Linked DNA regions of Sus scrofa: regions 1 and 2 are each linked to region 3. Evidence: chromatin contacts called from public Hi-C data. All regions are on one chromosome and are shown on one strand. Each heading gives the region's core, a stretch centred on a gene start, on an enhancer-like site or on the middle of the called end of the contact. The rest is flanking DNA. Distances are from core to core; before and after follow the strand shown.

Region 1 (3,028 bases), core at 484-2,983, 330 kb after region 3:
TCCTGCAGGGACGAACTTGGACTAATTCCACTTTGTAGCTCCAGTGTGCAACTCTGAGCTGGCCCATGAAAGTGCTCCATAAACATTTGTTGAAATCAATTGCAGCACGAGAATTCTGCTTTTTTTTTTTTTTTTCTTTTTATCTTTTTAGGGCTGCACCTGCAGCACATGGAAGTTCCCAGGCTAGGGACTGAACCCCAGCTACAGCTGCCGGCCTGCTCTGCAGCCACAGCAACGCAGGATGTGAAGTGCATCTGCGACCTACACCCTACACCCTACACCAGAGCTCACGGCAACGCTGGATGCCTGTCCCACTGAACAAGGCCAGGGATCAAACCTGCATCCTCATGAATACTAGTCAGATTTATTTCCGCTGCACCACAACTGGCAACCCCTGGATTCCTGAATTACAAATAAAACCCCGGGGAACTTCTTCACAGCATGTGTAAGAACACAACTCTTTTTAAATCATGAAAACATTTGTTCTTGACTGAATCCACTCTTTGACTTGACCCAATGGGGTATTACAAATGGGACTGTACATAGAATTACGAGAAGGGGCTGGGAAGCCAGCCTGCATGGCTTGGTTAGAGGCAAGATTTATATATAACCTTGTTGTTCATGACAGGATTTATATGGGTTCCTATAACCTCGCACAAGCTCCTCTCACTTCTCTGTGGTCCAGTGTCCCATCTGTAAAATGGGACAATACCAGGACCCGAGGCTGTCTGGTGGAATAAAGGAGCGAAAATTGCAGGGAGTGGAAGAGTGTCCCCAACACTCGGAAAGCTCACTGCTCGTTGTACCACGCAACGCGTGTCTTCCCCCAGCATGACAGCCGCCTTACTCACTCAGCAGAAACCGATCCCTCAGCAGGGGCGCGGCCGGCGCTCACCCCGCAGTGCAGTCCTTTTGCAAGGGGAGCGCGCCCCCTTGCCTTGCTTCCATCAGATCCTGAACCGAATGAGAGCAGGCAGTGCAATTCGGAAAAGGGCACAGCTCTCGGCGGGAAAGGCTTCCCCACGCCGCGCTCCTTCAAAGCGCGATCTTGGACCAGCACCCTCGGTGTCCCCTGGGAGCTCGTTAAAAACGCGGACCTACTTGGGCGGGGTGGGAGGAGGACCCGGGCCCCAGTCCTTGGAAGGCCTCTTGCCGGCGGGAGCCGAACCTCGGGCGGACCCCACGGAGCAGTCGGCACACGCCGCGGCCTGGGGGCGGCAGCGGCCGTGGGGCTGGAGCTGGCTACCGGACAGACACACCAAACAGACCCACGCCCGTGGCTTGGGCGGGATTGTCCAGGTAATCGAGGTGCCCGGCCTGCCGGAATCCCAGCGCCACCTTGCTTTCAAATATAGGACCTGCTCTTTCCCGGCTAATGGGATACCAGTCGCCGGGCGCTAGGGAGTGAAGGGGCAGGGGTCCCTGGAGCCGCTCGTTCCCTCAACACCCGCAGCAAGAGTCAGAGCCTGAGCAGCCCCCGCCACTCGCCCAGGTACCACTGTTCCCAGAGAACTCACCTGTGGAACCCACAGCTCCCAAGGGAGGAACCAGGACCTGGAGAAGTGTTTTGCAGTCCCTCACAGTTCCCCTCCGAGACACAAGAGGTCGGTAGTCATCAGTTTCGTTCCCAGTTTCCTCTCCGCCGTCAACGCCGTGCCTCTCTCGCTCCAAGAAACATCTGTCTCGCGAGATCTCTCGGAAACTTACACAACCGGAAGACGACTGTGGTTCTCTTCCCTTTTGCGGCCATCGCTGAAGCGCCAGCGGGTGAGAATTTCCCCGGACAGTGCATATAATCTGCAGCCATCCGTTCACGAGCACGGTGGCTCTCGATCCCGGGGACCTAGATCATGTTCTGGAGGTCGAGTAGCAGCCAGAGAGGGGGGCCAGGATGGTCTCGGCCTGTTTTTCCCCTATCCAAAGGGCCTCCGGGCTGGGGGAGGAGGAGAGAGACTTTGGGACTTGGAAACCAGCGCTAAAGGGGAGGGAGCCTGTTGCGATGGAATCTAGCCTGTGCAGTGTGGTTTCCGAAGTAATGATCTCCATATAGTTTCTTGGTAAATGTGCAGAACTTTCAGATCGCGTTCGCCCGTCAGACGCCTTTTTGGACTCGAGTTCTGTGCGTTTTCCAGGTTCGGGATGAGGAGCCTGGTTTCATTCATTGTGGAGGGGTTCAAATGTGCTCACACTCCGTAGGCTAACGTTGATTGGTCTTTCTAAAACGTGATTCTATTTAAATTGAGTTGTCAATCTGCTTTGCCCTAATTCAGTAGATGTAAGTCCTATCTTAGCTTCCTTACACAAGAAGTTTAAAACAAGTGTTGATAGTGGAAAGTTCTGTTTTGGTGGAGTTAAAGGATTTATGACAATTTCTGTGAGCGTTGTAAACGTTCGAGATGAAACTGTTGCAGTTACTTGTTTATAAACTGAGTGAGGTTTTGGCCGTGTAAGGGTTTACATTTAATTTTTTATTTAGCCAAAATGAAGTTCAATCCTTTTGTGACCTCCGACCGAAGCAAGAACCGTAAAAGGCATTTCAATGCACCTTCCCACATTCGCAGGAAGATTATGTCTTCCCCTCTTTCCAAAGAGCTGAGACAGAAGTACAATGTTCGATCCATGCCCATCCGAAAGGACGATGAAGTTCAGGTATGTGCTGTGTTCTTATCATCATAGCGGATGTCCCACACATTTGGCATAGACGGTGGACTGCGTTCTGCAAGGGACACATCTGAGACACTGGCTCCCAGAACACGGAGTAGAAAGATGTTGAGCCAGGGACTAAAGTATAAAAAGTGTGCTGCTTTCTTCACCTTTACTTTGGTGAAAATCAGTTGCCCCAAGTATCAGATGCAGTCATAGTTAAACAAAAGAAAGATGGCTTGGAACCATAACATTAGATTGGGGAGTATTTTTTTCTGGGTATGTTTGGTTGTTGAGGAGGCATTTGAGGACTAGTAAACAATTGTGTGTCTGAGTCAAAATCCAGACAGCAGGGTTAACGAATCTGACTAGCATCCATGAGGAT
Region 2 (3,179 bases), core at 467-2,966, 430 kb after region 3:
TGCCCACCTCAGCTAACACCACCACCACCCAAAACCACAGCAGTCAACCTTAATTCTTCTTTCCCTGAGCCCTCTCTATGCCCAATCCACCAGAGAACCTATTTCCAAACATATCCCAAATCTGTCCATGTCCTTTCCTCTCCGCTACCATCACTGTAGTTCAAGCCAGTATCAGTACTCACTTGGACTAATGCACCAGTAGCCCTCCTGACCAGTACCCCTGATTCTATTCCACTTGCCACAAGTTAGCATAAATGAGATCATAGCTTCTTATCACACCTGATGTAACATTTCAATTCAGTAACCTGTCATGTGATCTGGCCATTGCCTACCTCTCCGACCCAATCTCACGGCCCATCCTTCTCAGTCACAAAGCACCAACCACCCTGGCTTCTTTTCTATCATTCTGATTTGCCAAGCTCATTCCAAAAGGTATTTTTCTCACCCTGATATTTCCATGGCTACCTTTTGCTTGTTATTTAGATTTCAGGTACGTTCACCTTCTTGAAGAGAACTTCCTTGACTAAACACTCTATAGTGGCCACTATGACATGGCCTTATATTAATTTCCCAAACAGTATTTAAATTACTATCTGACATTTTATTGTTAGCTTTATTTTCCCCACTAGAACAGAATCTCCAAGTGGGCAGGAACCATGCTGTTTTTGGGTTACCAAGGCTCAGAACAATACCGGGGGCTGAAAAACCAAAAAATCTAAAACTTGTTGACTGACAAGTTTCAGGCCAAGCCTCATCTCAGCAACGGTGCTCCTGCCAGATCTTGATTTCCCTCTCAGCGGTCACCATCCCATGCTTATCACCCTTTTAAAAGTTAGGCGCCTCGCAGTTGTCCTCCATACCATAATTCCTTCACAGGAATTATTACATTCCAAAATCATTTTGTTTATTTATTTATTTTTGTCTTTTTAGAGCCGCACCCGCGGCATATGGAGGTTCCCAGTCTAGGGGTCTAATCAGAGCTATAGCTGCTGGCCTACACCACAGCTCAAGGCAACACCGGATCCTTAACTCACTGAGAGAGGCCAGGAATGGAACCCGCTACCTTGTGGTTCCCAGTCGGATTCGTTTCCGCAGTACTACGACGGGAACTCCCTCATTTTGTTCATTAAACCAGTCAATTTTCGTTTATCATTCCCAGTGGCATAGAAGCTCCAAGAGCACAATGACAGGATCTACATCAGGGCTGTCTCCCCAACTACTAGCATGGTGCCTTACACAGAATAGGCGGGCGACAGATCCCCCCCACCCTGGAAAGTTCCCGGGCAAGGGATCGAACCCGCCCAACAGCAGCGACCCAAGCCACTGCAGACAACGCCGGATTCTTAACTCGCTGAGTCACACGGGAACTCCAGCCAACAGACACACTTTGAATACAGGAAACGGGATGAGAAGCACTTTTAGTGTCCAGGACTCAAATGATTAGAGGACGGTTAAGTTTATGTGGGGTCTCCCCTGCCCGACGTCCAACAAACGCGAAAGGACACATGCACTACGGAAGGCACGCAGGTCCCCGCTGGGCGCAGCTCTGCCTGGTGGGGATCCTGCAGCGGCCGGGTTGAGGCTTGGGGTGGATGGCTACAGAGTGCAGCATGCAAGGGCATTCGGGTGAGCGCGCGCAAGCCATACGCACGTGGCAACAGCTCTCGCAGTCCCTGAGCTCCTCGAATCCTGGCGCGCTGGGCAACGTCATCAGCGTGCGCCGTGGGAAGAGGCGGAGGTTAAGGACATCCCTCCCCTTCCTACCGGCCAGTGGCGAGGCTGCTTCCCTGCTCCCACCTCGGCCTTTAGAGAACGTGGGATTATCCCACAGATCTGTTCCTTGTGCCCGCTTCACTTGTCCGGTGCAAACTGTGAAGGAGACATACTTTAAATGCAGGAAACGGCATGAGAAGCACTTTTAGTGTCCAGAACTCAGTTTCCCTCCCGCTGCTGCCTTGGCTTTCTTGTACTTTTGTCTTTTCTGAATGAACTCATTTATTTAACTCTTAGCTTTTTTTTTTTTTTTTTTTTTTTTTTTGCTTCGTAGGGCCAGGGGTGCGGCATATGGAGGTTCCAGGCTAGGGGTCGAATCAGAGCTACAGCTGCTGGCCTACACCACAGCCACAGCAACACGGGATTCTATCCGCGTCTATGACCTACACAACAGCTCACAGCAACAACAGATCCTTAACTCATTGAGTGGGGCTAGGGATCGAATCTGCCATCTCAAGGTTCCTAGCCGGATTCCTTTCCGCTGAGCCACTATGGGAACTCTAGCATATATTCTTAACCTCCATGTTCTGGCTGGTTACAGTAACAGTAATAATGAGCAAAGTATTTATTGAACGCCCATTAAGACACTTCACCTGTTCTCAGTTGATCGTCACAAAAACCCCATTTTACAGATGTGGAAGCTGAGGCTCAATGCAATGACTCCTTAGTTTTTTAACTCAAAAACTTAGAACTTTATACCTACTGGGGTTTTGTGTGTTTTTTGCACACTTTTTTTTTTTTTCCAGTCTTTTTAGGGCTGCACACGAGGCACATGGAGGTTCCCAGGCTGGGGGTCGAATTGGAGCTGTAGCTGCTGGCCCACACCACAACCATAGCAACTCGGGATCCGAGTCTAGTCTGTGACCTACACCACAGCTCGCTGCAACACCGCATCCTTAACCCCCTGAGTGAGGCCAGGGATGGAACCTGAGTCCCCATGGATGCTAGTCAGGCTTGGTAACTGCCAAGCCAGGACAGGAATGCCCACACACTTTTTCAACCCATAGTATATACACGTTACTCAGGATCCTATCAGAACACAGGTGGAACACTCCAAGTTTAATCAATAAGAATGTAACTGCCCAGGTAAAGAGATATGGGCAGGTTTAAGGAAACCAGCAAAGTACGGTGGGCCAGTGGCAGCCTGGCAACAGCAAAAAGTGGTTGCCACCTTCAGGCCTGAAGGGACAAAGGGAGAAATGGTGTTGTCAGCTAGAAGAGAGATGGAGCCATGGAAGAAGGGCATTCAACAGACGAAGGAAGTCACTGCCATAAGCACAGTGTTGAGGGAGAAGCATACTGGGTTATCTCTCCTTCAGTACTGAGTCCCTGAACTAAATGTCTCCCACTAGCCAAACCTAATCAGAAGCCTGAAGGCAAGAAACCTGGAGTGAGTGGTGTGCCAG
Region 3 (2,940 bases), core at 435-2,934:
CATTACTGTGGCTGTGGCGTAGGCCGGCAGCTGTAGCTCTGATTCGATCCCTAGCCTAGGAACTTCCATATGCCCTAAAAAGCAAAAACAAAACAAAACAAAGCAACAACAAGAACAACAAAACTTGCATCACACACACATTCTCAGGGTGGGGGCACCGTGGGGTGCGGAGTGGGAAACCCCAAACTGTGCCAAACTCTAGGGATCAGCAAGGAGAGAAACACACTTCTTTGAGGAGCTTACAGTGTTACTGGTGCAGCGTCTGTTTCTTGGGGGTGCTCCTGGTGGAGAACCTTCTCTGATGGAGTGGCTTGGTGGAGTGGGGGTGTGTTCTGGGTCGGGTGGGGGCTGTCCTGGCGCCACTGCTGAGCCCGTGGGGGCTGGCTGGGAGCAGCAGGCCTTGGAAGGGAGGCGAGGGGGTGAGAAGGGGAGACCACGTCTCCTCTTCCCGGGCCAGGATTTCGGGTTGGCTCGGACGGCCAGCAGGGGGCGCCAGAGGACCGGCAATGCGGCGGGCTGGGTTTGCAGAGCTCAGGACACCCTCCGCGCTCGGAGACCCAGCCCCACCCTGGCTCCACATCCCAGACTCCAAGGGACCCAGGCTGCGCTGCTTCCGTGGGCATGGGTGGGGGTGGGGAGCAGAGAACAGAGCGGAGCCCGGGAGCCGGAGCAGCGGCTGGCAAGAGGTCACGGCCCTTACCTCCGGGCGGCCGCCTCACTCACACACAGGTCTTGAATTTAGACCCTGGACTTCACATGCGCTGATGCACGAGGCTCTGACGGAATCGAGGAAGGCAGCCATCCTTAGGTCGACACGTAAAGCATCCGACACGGATCTCACCACGCTTTGGCATTTCTTTATGTTTTAACCATTCTGCCAGCCTCAAAAGATGGCATTAGCCCTGAGTCCCTTACCCTCCAAGGAGCCTCGTTGTGGGCCTCCTCCGTCTCCCGGGGGTGGGGTGGGGTGGGCAGCCTCTTTAGTCCCCAGGCTTCTTGCCTGTCCTTCCTCCCCTCCTCCCCCAAACCCCCTCCAACACATACACGGCTGCGCATCCTTTGCCCACCACCTGGCCCTCCGCTCTGCAGCCTCCTCCCCTCCTCCCACACCCGCCTTGCTTCTCGGTGCAGCCCCACCCCTGCCTCCGCGAAGCACCTCCCTTCAGTCCTTTTCTTCTCCAGCATCTGTTCGAGCCCCAGCCCCCTGCCTCCCCCTCGCACACCCCTGAGACCAGGAGGAGGCTGCAGGGACATGCCTCCCCCTACCCAGCCCTGGACACCCCCTGTCTCCTGGCTCTGGGAAGCAGCCTCTAAGCAGACCTAACTTCTTCCTAGAGCTTCTCAGGGGTGAATGCAGGAGCAGAGAGCCAGAGCCCAGCATGAGTGGGGGCAGAGGTCAGAGGGCAAAGCCTGGGTTCCATCTGTGGTCCACGGAACCAGAACCTGTTGCTAGGTAACCGGTAACCGGATCTCCCAGCACCTTCCCCACACATCCTGAGCTGCTGATTGCCGGCCTCCGGTCACCTTCCCCGAGTCTTGCAGACACCAACCCTCTGCGGGACCCTGAAAAGCAGGAGGAGGGGAGAAGCAAGAGCCCAGCTGCCAGCCCTGAGCCACCTGTGGCTCTACCACCTGTGTTTCACCGTGAAGATTTGCCGGCTGGGCCTTTAGGTCACCGCCGCCATGAGCCTGGGCATCATGGAAGAGGAGGATCTGGCGGAGTACTTCCGGCTGCAGTATGGGGAGCGGCTGCTGCAGCTGCTGCAGTGAGTGTCGGGGGCCTGGGACCACCCCTCCCACCCGGTGCCCCACCTTCCAACCTGCCCTCCTGTTCTTTTAACTCAGCCCCAAATCACTCTGGCACCAATCCATCCAATCCCCTGGACACCCCACCCACCCACCCCGGCATCCCCTGGCCGCAGCTTGCTGCCCGGTCGCCAGCACAGCCCTCTCTCCATCTCAGCGCACCATTCCTTTGGTTCAGATGGGGGAGGTCCCCTTCCCTCCCCACGGTGCCTCTCTCCACGGGGTTCCAGTCCCGGGCTGCCCCAGTGCTCAGAGCCCACGGTCCCTCCCGCCTGTGTCTTGGGCAGGAAGTTCCCCAGCATTGAGGACGAGTCCGACTCCCCATCGGTCCGGCTGCTGGAGAAGAAGAAGGAGGCCAAGATCATGCACCACGCCATGGAGCAGAAGAAGGAGGTGGGCCGCTCGGGCTCTGCGGGCAGGAAGGGCCACAGGACCGCCCTCTGTTTTGCGGTGGCGGTAGCTCAAGCCAGGCAGCCCGGGTGTGGTCCTGTGTTTCCTCGGCAGAGCGCAGAAGGCATCCGAGGCTCGGGCTACCCGCGTCCTGGGATGCCCCGGGGTGGAAAGTGGGCTCCTGGGGACAGAGGCTCTGGGTCAGGGGACGCGGGCTCCTTGGCCATCGGGGCCCTCCTGACCTCTCTGCCCGCCCCCCACCCCAAGACATTTCAGCGCAGAATGGAAACCCTGAACCTGCGCTGGGAGGAACTGGGCGTCAAGGAGGCCCAACTGAAAGCCCACATACAGAAGTTTGAGCAGTTCATCCAGGTACGGAGGGGCGTGGCCTGCCGCCGGGGCCGCCACACTCTGCGGGTCCGTCGAGCCGCCCCTCCTCCCGCTCCCCTCCCCCCAACCCTTCCCTCGATTTTGCCACTCCTCGCCCTGGGTTAGATGCTCCCCTTCAAGTCCCTGCCGCCTATTGCTGTTAGTAATTTCCAGCTGCCCTGTCAGTCCCTGCCCCCTTCTAGATGGCCGTTTCCTATTTCTATTTCTCTCTCTCTCTCTCTTTTTTTTTTTTTTTTTTTTTTTTTAGGGCCACACCTGAGGCGTACGGAGGTTCCCAGGCAAGGGATCTAATCGCCAGCCAATGCCACAGCTACTGGAACATGGTGGGATCTGAGCCATGTCTGCGACCTACAC

Evidence for each region. A called contact is a pair of places that touch in the nucleus more often than the background predicts.
Region 1: a Hi-C map of embryonic fibroblasts shows a contact between it and region 3, with 2.8 times the contacts expected there. The contact joins the promoter of RPL26 here to the promoter of CCDC42 in region 3. A contact is called at or near these places in 11 of 47 Hi-C or Micro-C datasets (alveolar macrophages, embryonic fibroblasts, epiblast stem cells and 7 more) and 2 of 2 datasets of contacts at active chromatin or transcription factors (alveolar macrophages and skeletal muscle).
Region 2: a contact with region 3 is called in a Hi-C map of mesenteric adipose tissue, with 3 times the contacts expected there. The contact joins the promoter of PFAS here to the promoter of CCDC42 in region 3. A contact is called at or near these places in 1 of 5 promoter capture datasets (liver), 10 of 47 Hi-C or Micro-C datasets (embryonic fibroblasts, fetal heart ventricle, fetal liver and 6 more) and 1 of 2 datasets of contacts at active chromatin or transcription factors (alveolar macrophages).

The regions. Positions count from the first base shown.
Region 1 is chr12:53,552,158-53,555,185 of Sscrofa11.1, reverse strand. RPL26 (ribosomal protein L26) reads left to right here and starts at 1,733. Exons shown (of 4, transcript NM_001243458.1): 1 at 1,733-1,767; 2 at 2,477-2,649. The coding sequence starts at 2,482. It also overlaps a transcript of NDEL1 not described here.
Region 2 is chr12:53,456,938-53,460,116 of Sscrofa11.1, reverse strand. It overlaps PFAS (phosphoribosylformylglycinamidine synthase), which reads right to left and starts at 1,716. Exons shown (of 33, transcript XM_003358276.4): 1 at 1,652-1,716. The coding sequence starts at 1,711.
Region 3 is chr12:53,882,673-53,885,612 of Sscrofa11.1, reverse strand. CCDC42 (coiled-coil domain containing 42) reads left to right here and starts at 1,684. Exons shown (of 7, transcript NM_001244077.1): 1 at 1,684-1,766; 2 at 2,094-2,199; 3 at 2,464-2,568. The coding sequence starts at 1,684.